Regions from separate parts of the Rattus norvegicus genome. Here region 1 is linked to region 2. Evidence: chromatin contacts called from public Hi-C data. All regions are on one chromosome and are shown on one strand. Each heading gives the region's core, a stretch centred on a gene start, on an enhancer-like site or on the middle of the called end of the contact. The rest is flanking DNA. Distances are from core to core; before and after follow the strand shown. Region 1 holds the start of Snx18 (sorting nexin 18). Region 2 holds the start of Gpx8 (glutathione peroxidase 8).

The links. A called contact is a pair of places that touch in the nucleus more often than the background predicts.
Region 1: a contact with region 2 is called in a Hi-C map of Schwann cells, with 5 times the contacts expected there. The contact joins the promoter of Snx18 here to the promoter of Gpx8 in region 2. A contact is called at or near these places in 3 of 12 Hi-C or Micro-C datasets (the A7r5 cell line, Schwann cells and mammary epithelial cells).

The regions. Positions count from the first base shown.
Region 1 is chr2:46,988,351-46,993,338 of GRCr8, reverse strand. Snx18 (sorting nexin 18) reads left to right here and starts at 1,823. Exons shown (of 2, transcript NM_001107652.1): 1 at 1,823-3,582. The coding sequence starts at 1,989.
Region 2 is chr2:46,409,781-46,414,506 of GRCr8, reverse strand. Gpx8 (glutathione peroxidase 8) reads left to right here and starts at 1,267. Exons shown (of 3, transcript NM_001106411.1): 1 at 1,267-1,503; 2 at 1,968-2,229; 3 at 4,299-4,726. The coding sequence starts at 1,300. The coding sequence ends at 4,462.

The DNA of each region.
Region 1 (4,988 bases), core at 574-3,073, 580 kb before region 2:
GACAACATGCGCACTCGGGGTATTAATAAACCCAATACCAGGGTTGGGGATTTAGCTCAGTGGTAGAGCGCTTGCCTAGGAAGCGCAAGGCCCTGGGTTCGGTCCCCAGCTCTGAAAAAAAGAACCAAAAAATAAAATAAAATAAACCCAATACCCTGGAGGGCCTTGGCTGTTGCCTCTGCAGTAGCTTAACCCCTCTGAATGACCTTCATGTAAACTCCCGGAATTATTATACCTGAGATAAGCCTGAAGCTACGGTAACTAACTCTGGAATTTAAAGTTTATTATCAACTGAATAGTGGAGTGAATCCACTCTGTTTTATCTGGAATATCCTAGATGGATATCTCATGAATCGCTACATAATTTAAGCTGTTTAGTTAGTGTTCACTTAGGTTTCTGACCGTGACTAGGGATGAAGTGGAATCCCACTGATTGGTCTGCACGAGAACCGTCATATTCGGAATTCTGAGCTGAAAGGGCTGCACTTGAGAAGCAGCTCATGAGTTAAGGTTTTGCGTTAGGATGCAGTGTGGTGTACCTTGGTTAGTGGCTTTGAACAGGATGCTTTGATAACCACAGTGCTTAGGATAGTGCAATGAAATATTCTTCTGGTCTGATTGCCAGATTGTCATAGAAGGGGTCAGAGAGCAGGATGAAATTGATGACACGTGACCATAGAACTGCAGTTAGAGGTATCTTCAAAGGATTAGGCTAGACTCAGTAAGGAGAGCACGGGAAAACAAGCATTGGGCAAATTACATATTGAAGGAAAATATACGGAAACAAGGCAAGCCCAGGATGCTGGTGTTGGTTAAACTCTCAGTTTTGATCTACTTAACACAAATTTATTGAAATAGTGAGGCCTCCTCAATGACCGAGGAGAAGTGTAAAGTTGTGAGCATGGGGGCTGTCCCTGTGGTGTACCACACCTATAACTGCAGTTCTAAGGACCCTTGTTTCTCTTTAGGAGAGAGGCCAGAGATTGTGTCTCCCCAAGTAACAGCAATGGCAAACAACTGAACGGTGCTTACTCAGTACAGTAGCGTTTTACTTCCTTCGCCTGTAAGATAAGAATGACATTATCACAGAATCCACAAACTTTGGGATGGAAGGACAGTGCAAATGACTCGCTCAAGGACATACAGCCTATCAGTGCCAGAACACAGCCTGGCTCCCTGAAACTGGAGCTCTCATTTGTAACTCCTCAGCTCCTTTCTCCCCGCACCACCCTTGCCTCTGGTCAAACAAGGTTCTTCCCGAACTCTAACTTTGTTCCGGTCAGTCTCCACTCCTTGTCAACAAGATCAGAGAGTACAGGAAGGAAAGGAGCCGTACCTTCAGTGACAAGATGGGTATCTTGTGAGTTACTACATATTAACCCTAGCAAAGGCGTACTTATCAGTGCAACAGCTAATCTTCTTTGTGAAAGCCTTTATTACACGTAGGGGTTAAGGTCATTTTAGGAGCATTTACTCTGAGCAGTCAGAGAAGGAACAGCGGGCTATTGTAGATACAAATACACTTTCGTAAAACACAAAAAACAAACAAACAAAAACCCCCACCCCCCATTTTATGACGTAAAGATCTAAACAATTTCAGATAATTTACTTCTGGAAATCCTCCCACCCACCACGTGGTCACTCAAGTTCGCTCCTTTTCCATAGCCGCCACAAGGGGGCAGTTGCGGCCGCACAGTCGGCGCACACACGGCTGCTCGGCCATCCCTTGCTCTTGTCTGGCACGCGGATCTCGGCAATGGATTAGCTCCTCTGGGGACGTGGGAGGCCCGGGCCCCGCCCCCGGCCGGCGGTGGCCCCAAGCTGCAGTCGCTGCGGTGAGCAGAGCGGATCTGCACGGAGGCTACGAGCGGAACGGGGAGCAGACCGTGCGTTGCCCTCAAGGCTCGCTCCCTTCGGCGCTCAGGGGCGCGGGTACTGACCGCGGGGCCCTCGGACCGGCCCGGGCTCGGGGCGCCAGGCTCGAGACCATGGCGCTACGCGCCCGGGCGCTCTACGACTTTAGGTCCGAGAACCCCGGTGAGATCTCCCTGCGGGAGCACGAGGTGTTGAGCTTGTGCAGCGAGCAGGACATCGAGGGCTGGCTTGAAGGGATCAACAGCCGCGGCGACCGCGGCCTCTTCCCGGCTTCGTACGTGCAGGTTATCCGTGCGCCGGAGCCTGGCCCTCCGGCCGACGGCGGCCCAGGAGCTCCGGCCCGCTACGCCAACGTGCCGCCCGGCGGCTTCGAGCCTCTGCCAGCCGCGCCGCCCGCTGCCTTCCAGCCGCTGCTGCAGCCGCAGGCGTCGCCCGGTTCCTTCCAGTCGCCGGGCGCCGGCTTTACCTACGGCGGGGGCGCCCCGCAGCCGTCGCCCCAGCAGCTCTACGGTGCTTACCAGGCCAGCCTAGGCAGCGACGATGACTGGGACGACGAGTGGGACGACAGCTCCACAGTGGCAGACGAGCCAGGCGCGTTGGGCAGCGGTGCGTACCCGGACCTCGACGGTTCGTCCTCAGCGGGCGGCGGCGCGGCCGGCCGCTACCGCTTGTCCACACGCTCGGACCTGTCGCTGGGCTCCCGTGGCGTCTCAGCGCCCCCGCCGCATCAAGCGTCTGGAGCCAAGAGCTCCGCCACGGTGAGCCGCAACCTCAATCGGTTCTCCACCTTCGTCAAGTCGGGCGGGGAGGCGTTCGTGCTGGGAGAGGCGTCAGGCTTCGTGAAGGATGGGGACAAGCTGTGCGTGGTGCTGGGTCCCTACGGCCCCGAGTGGCAGGAGAACCCCTACCCCTTCCAGTGCACCATCGACGATCCCACCAAGCAGACCAAGTTCAAGGGTATGAAGAGCTACATCTCTTACAAGCTGGTGCCCACGCATACCCAGGTGCCCGTGCACAGGCGCTATAAGCACTTCGACTGGCTGTATGCGCGCCTGGCGGAGAAATTCCCGGTCATCTCGGTGCCCCATCTGCCCGAGAAGCAGGCCACCGGGCGCTTCGAGGAGGACTTCATCTCCAAGCGCAGGAAGGGTCTGATCTGGTGGATGAACCACATGGCCAGTCACCCAGTGCTGGCCCAGTGCGACGTCTTCCAGCATTTCCTGACCTGCCCCAGCAGCACTGATGAGAAGGCCTGGAAACAGGGTAAGCGGAAGGCTGAGAAGGATGAGATGGTGGGCGCCAACTTCTTCCTCACTCTGAGCACACCACCTGCGGCCGCCCTGGACCTGCAGGAGGTGGAAAGCAAGATCGATGGCTTCAAATGCTTCACCAAGAAGATGGATGACAGCGCGTTGCAGCTCAACCACACTGCCAACGAGTTTGCGCGCAAGCAGGTGACTGGCTTCAAGAAGGAGTATCAGAAGGTGGGCCAGTCCTTTCGGGGCCTCAGCCAAGCCTTTGAGCTGGATCAGCAGGCCTTCTCCGTGGGTCTGAATCAGGCCATTGCCTTCACCGGAGACGCCTATGATGCCATCGGTGAACTCTTCGCTGAGCAGCCCAGGCAGGACCTGGACCCAGTCATGGACCTGTTAGCACTGTATCAGGGGCACCTGGCCAACTTCCCAGACATCATCCATGTTCAGAAAGGTAAAGCCTGTGGGGCAGGTGGCACGGGGTCAGAAGGTGGTGACTTTAATAGGCGTACCACTCTCTGGTTTCAGGCTCCTGGTCGTTCTCCCTGTCTGGGGACCCTTAGGGTTGTGACTGTTGGGACTTTCCTTACCGAGTTTTCAGTGGGTTGTTGGATTTCCTTCTAGTCAGGGGCTGACACACTCTTCAGAGTGCTAGTTTGTCAGACCGCGTTGTTATTTCAGAGTTTGAATAGGCAGGGAAATCAGCTGCTTTGATCTGTAAGCTCGTGGACTGGGGCAGAATTAGTAGGGGACCCACGCCAGGCTAGGCATCTCTTTGAACGCTGCAGTGCCGGCAGATAGGAGGGACAATAGGAAGAATGGATGGATGACTGGGAATAAAGGTAAGTCAGGCCTTCCCTCAGTCCCTGCTGTGGCAGGGGAGTTGGGCCAGCCCTGTTCACAATGCTGGGGCAGCACCGGAACTTCCTGTGTCAGCTTGCAAACCGGCCTAAAGGCCCAACCTTCAGGATCTCCGACCTCCTTTGGCTGGGTTTGGAGTTTATTAACCAGCTGACATTTGGACTGTTCTTTAGGAAAATGATGTGGGAGACTAGTTGGGGCGAAGTAGGAATGTTGTGTCTGAGAGCGGTGAATTCGCTGTCCCAGTGTTAAGAGTGCTTTTTAGTTTGGTGTGTTACTGGCTTTTGTTAAAGCCCTGACTTTGCAAATGATTTTTTTTTTTTTTTTTTGGTAAACTACAGCAGTCATGCCTGACTGACCTGAGGTTACTCGCTAGCTGGCTTTCTGATATAATGGCTCCATTGACTGAGAGAGAGATGGGAGGTGTTGCAAGAACACGACCTTGCCTCTGGAGGACCAGTGTGGGGGAGGTGGCAGTTACCTACTGTAGCATCCTGGGCTGGTGGAAAGCTGCGTGGATAACCAGATTTGGCCTTGGGAGGGGGTGACCTGCTGCTCTCTTCCTGGCCATGTGGGACAAAGCATTTGTGAGCCACCTGATCTTTGGCTTTTGCTTTCTTGTGTTCAACCGAGTTCTTTCTCGATCGTCTTTCTGGCTCTCTGGAAGCAAACAGAGCAAATCTGTGTCAAGCCTTCAGCTATTTGGAAATAGCCATCTCCTTGCCACTGCCTTCCTCTCTGCCTCTCTCCTTCCCCCTTCTCAAGTGTGACAAGACCTCAGACTCTTAAATAGGGTGGGGGGATAGGGGAAGTTCAGAGTCCATGCTTGCTGCCGAGAAACTGTGGAACTAGCTTCCCAGAGAATAACAACTCTCTTGCCGATTTGCAGTTCACAGATACAGTCTAAGACTGAATTAGCCCTTTGAGCGTTAATATTGCTGCTGGCCTGTATTTATTCTTTACGTTTTTAAGTTACAAATCCCTGACATTTTGAGTCTT
Region 2 (4,726 bases), core at 18-2,517:
ACTACTTTTGCTCATCTACACCCAGCCCCGCACACCACAGAAGCTGGGGACAGGCCCTCTGGAGCATCAGGAGCATCAGAAAGCCAGCGTCTCAGTTCACTCTTGACTTCCTGGCAATGTGCAGTGCCACCAAGTCGATGGCATCTTGGTCTAGAATCCCCTGTGTGGTAAACAGGGCAGATCCTGAGGAGACTGGGAATGTGCAGCCCTCAGCTGCCTCCGGTTTCCATCCCCAATAACTGTGATCTTCAGACCAAAGGCCCCGTGTACCAAGCTAGAGCCAAAGAGAAAAGAGATGAAAGATACAGCAGCTACTGAGTGTGTCCGCATAGACGTGGGCTTGCAGGCTTTGTTTGGCGTTTGTGCTTGAACTCTGCTAATTAAATATTTGAATTCTGCTGCAAAGGTTCTGCTTTAATATTGAGCCCAGGATTTTTTCATCTACAGTTTGGAATCTATTAACAAGTCATTTTCATAGGTCAGAACCATGTTGCCACAGAAGTGCAATAGACAGGATTACAGAGTAGGTCAAATTTCTCAGTGGGGTGTGTGTGTGTGTGTGTGTGTGTGTGTGTGTGTGTGTATCTGTATGTCTGAGCAGCGCACATGTACGTTTGGTTACATTGTAAAATATCTCACCAGTGACGAAGACAAAACAGAAGAAAACAAAAGCTGCTACGGTTTCTGATAGAGAAGGGGTGTTATGCCTTTATGTCTTTCTATTTTGCTATATTCTTCTGGTATCTGGTTGCATTCACTAGATGAAGTCTGAATAAATAGGATGCCTTTTCCAAACTTCGTTGTTCTATTATAAATTCTTTATATTCATATAGTACGATCAATAAACAGATAAAACTTGTAAGTTTCTTGTGGTCACATGTCATATTAACAGACCACATTAATCTACACTCTAAGCTATTCCTGGGTGCTATTCGGTCCTCCACACCCAATCCACTGCTCAGAGCGTAACCACTCATTTCCAAGTTACAAGAGCGCCACCTTCTGGTGAAACGTTTTCATAGAAGGGGAGGGGGTGTCTTAAGGATCTGCTAAAACCAGGCGAATTCTTCTATCCAAAACAAAAAAAAACAAAAAAACAAAGTTAAGTGCAGCCACTCTAACAAATACGTTGAGGTTTTTTGAGTTTCTGACTTTGTTTGATTCTTCTGGGAAGAGTCCTCCAGCTATTCAGCGTTCAAGGGGTCTTTAAACCCTTCCGGTCCTCCTTAAGCTCCGCGGGTTTCAAGTTTCAGCTCCTCCTTGAATTCCAGCCTGCTGAGACTCCCAGAATCATCCAAAATGGAGCCTCTCGGTGCCTACCCACTAAAATGTTCCGGGCCCAAAGCAAAGATATTTGCAGTTTTGCTATCTATGGTTCTGTGCACCGTGATGCTTTTTCTCCTTCAGTTAAAATTCCTGAAGCCGAGAATCAACAGCTTCTACTCCTTTGAAGTGAAGGATGCCAAAGGAAGGATGGTGTCTCTGGAAAAGTTCAAAGGCAAAGTAAGTCTTTGGGTTTTTATTTCTGTTGTTCCTCGGCCCTGATACTTATTCTCACCATAGAATAGGGTTCGTTACAGCCGTAATTTGAAGTCTTCAAAGTAATATTGTTAGATGTGCTTTTAGTTATCAGAGTTTTAAGTGCCTTAAATTTCCGATCCATAACGCGACTGTTTTTCTCGAAAGCTGCCTTCTCTTTCGTGCGGAACTGATGATGTTTTATCTAGAAGATGCTGTGTGACTATGTGAGACCCGTTACTAGGAGTGTTCTTTATGTAATCTAACTAAAACTTTGTCACAGTCGTCGCCCATTCATTTGAATTATGGTTTTCAATAAAGTTGGATCTGTCTAAAAATACGGAATCAGACGCCATAGTCTCCCAAAATGATTTAGGATTTTAACTGCATGAGGATTTTTTTTAATCTTTTGCTTCTCTTTCCGGTGGGGTTTTTTCTTTTTCCGGGAGGCTTCCCTAGTTGTAAACGTGGCTAGTGACTGCCGGTTCACAGACAAGAGTTACGAGACCCTCAGGGAGCTGCACAAGGAGTTTGGGCCCTATCACTTCAACGTCCTGGCTTTCCCGTGCAATCAGTTTGGAGAATCGGAGCCCAAGTCCAGCAAGGAGGTAGAATCTTTTGCAAGAAAAAACTACGGAGTCACATTCCCCATCTTCCACAAGATTAAGATTTTAGGGCCGGAAGCAGAACCTGCGTTTAGATTTCTTGTTGGTAAATATCTACTCTGCCTCAATGTTGTTCATTCCTTCTCCTTTCATACATTAAATATAAGTGATATAAAGAAAAAAAAGATTATTAGGACCATAACTCATATTTTTACTGGGAAATTTTCATAAAACTGTCGAAGATCCAGAACTTCACCCTTTGTAACTTCTAGAAGAAGTTGTATGCCCCTAAAATTGATGTTCTGACTTCTTAGATGGTAAAGAATTTTACTTTGGTATGTTTTTATTTCTGCGGCCATCGTGGTGAAGGCTTTATGTGACGTGTGGGGTCACCTGCTTTCCCTAAGTATTTCAACTTTCCCATCATCTCACCAGCCTTTGGGGCAATACCCCTGCCTCTTACTAAGGCTGCACATTTCAGGAATACCTGTGGCTGGACATCATTAACTGAATATGTCTTTATGTTTAGTTTACGGTGGCCTTTTTTATCAGAAAAATTATCCTCAAGATTGACCTGTCAGTTTGCCAGGGTTTTGCTGAAATTCAAAGCAGAATAACTTATTTTCAAAGCCCAGTCACGTGAGGGTTCCTCTGTAATTAAGCTGGCCACAGCCGTCTATTTAAAGCACAATAAAGCACCTGTAAGGCAATGAGCAGGAAACCTGTGGCTTTTATTTGTGGGGTAAAAGGCAGAAAGGAGCCCTGCCTTGAGCAAAGCACCCAAGTACAATCTAACCAGAACGCTGCAAATGCTACAGCTCTAAGCTCTTACGGGGGTGGGGGGGGGGAGGCTGTGGAACCCAACTCCCTTCACACAACCAAAAATGCAACAGTGTGAAGTCTCACTGAACTGAGACAGGCGAGGAAGAGCCCAGAGGTAACGTCTACAGATTCTGGAAGAGGGTATCAGCTCTGCCTCGACCACTGACTGGCTACGCAGCATCCACTTTAGGCCTCCCCTGTCTCATTTGCAGGATATTGAAGATAGCAATACCCACCTCTGGGGGTTGCGAGAAAGACTGAGTCCACTGAGTCCGTTTGAACGTTGAGCACATTTGGCCAGGCACAGAATCGGGACTTGATTGTAGCTTTAGGTGCTGTTATCTTTTTTAAAAGACATTTTTATTTTTATGTATATGAGTGTTTTGCCAGCATGTATGTATTTGAACATGCGTGCATGGTTCCCAGTCACCTGAAGCTGGAGTCACAGGTGGTCGTGGGCCACCACATGGATGCCGGGGATGGAGCCCAGGTCCTCTGCAAGAGCAGAATTCACTCTTAACCACAGAACTCTCTCTCCAACCCCCCAGTTCCTATCTCTTTTCCTCATATTCATCAATATTAGGGACATAGATCCCAAATTATATAAATTAGGAAATTCACATTAAGATTTATCAAAAGAATGTTGTAATTTCTCAGTGACTATCCCAAGTCCCCTGCCTTTTTCAGCTATATTGTTCTGAGCAATATTTGGAACATTAGTACATTAAATATGAAAGATTAAGTCATATGTTCCTTTTTCCAAGGACTTTAGAATATTTTATCTTTTTAAAATGTTGGAAACAGACTGAAGTGGTGGCAAACACTACAGTCCCAGTACTAGGAAGGTGGAGCCTTGGAAGATTAAGAGTTCAACGCTAGCTTTGGCTACATAGAGAGTTCAGAGCTAGCCTGAGCTATGTAGTGAATTTGAGGCCAGCCTGGGCTGCATGAATGTTAAGAACTAAAGATTAAACTTGTTCGGTCTTGCTAGGCCTGGTGGCACACACCTGTTAGTCCCAGCATCCAAGAGGCTGAATCAGAAGAGTCACAAGTTCAAGGCCAGCTTGGGCTACATAGCAAACAACAAGAGAAAATGCATTTAGATCAAAAACTCTAAAATATGCAACTTTGTTTCATGTCTCAACTCTAGATCAGGACAGCTACCTGTGAAGTCTGGTTATCGAAGTCCTGAGCTCTTCCCTGAATGGTTGTTTTGTTTTTCGTATTATTAATAATATTAGGACAATCCTAGTACCTGGTTATAATATTGTCACTTATGCATACGCTAATAAAACTGAAAATATCAACAAAGAATAAAATCATACTCATGAAAATATATTCTGAATGTTTTAGATTCTTCCAAGAAGGAACCAAGGTGGAACTTTTGGAAGTATCTGGTCAACCCTGAGGGACAAGTCGTGAAGTTCTGGAGGCCAGAAGAACCCCTTGAAGCCATCAGACCTCATGTGTCACAAATGATTGGGCAAATCATTCTTAAAAAGAAAGAGGATCTATGAAAGCACCGTGGAGTCAGGCCAGTACAAAAGGACAGAGGGCCTCCTCTTAGATTCCAAAACATACAGTGCGAAAAGATGTTTAAGGCCATCTTACTACTAAGTTGCAGTGGCTGTCCCCAAGATAGGAATGTTACAAAGGAGGGAAGAAGGGGTTGAGGTCTTAGCCAAAGAATCATGATGAAGTATATTACTTCTACTGACCAGAAGGGAAATCCAGGATGCTCTGTCACCAATACCCTTTACTGTTACAGTCCAACTTAATTT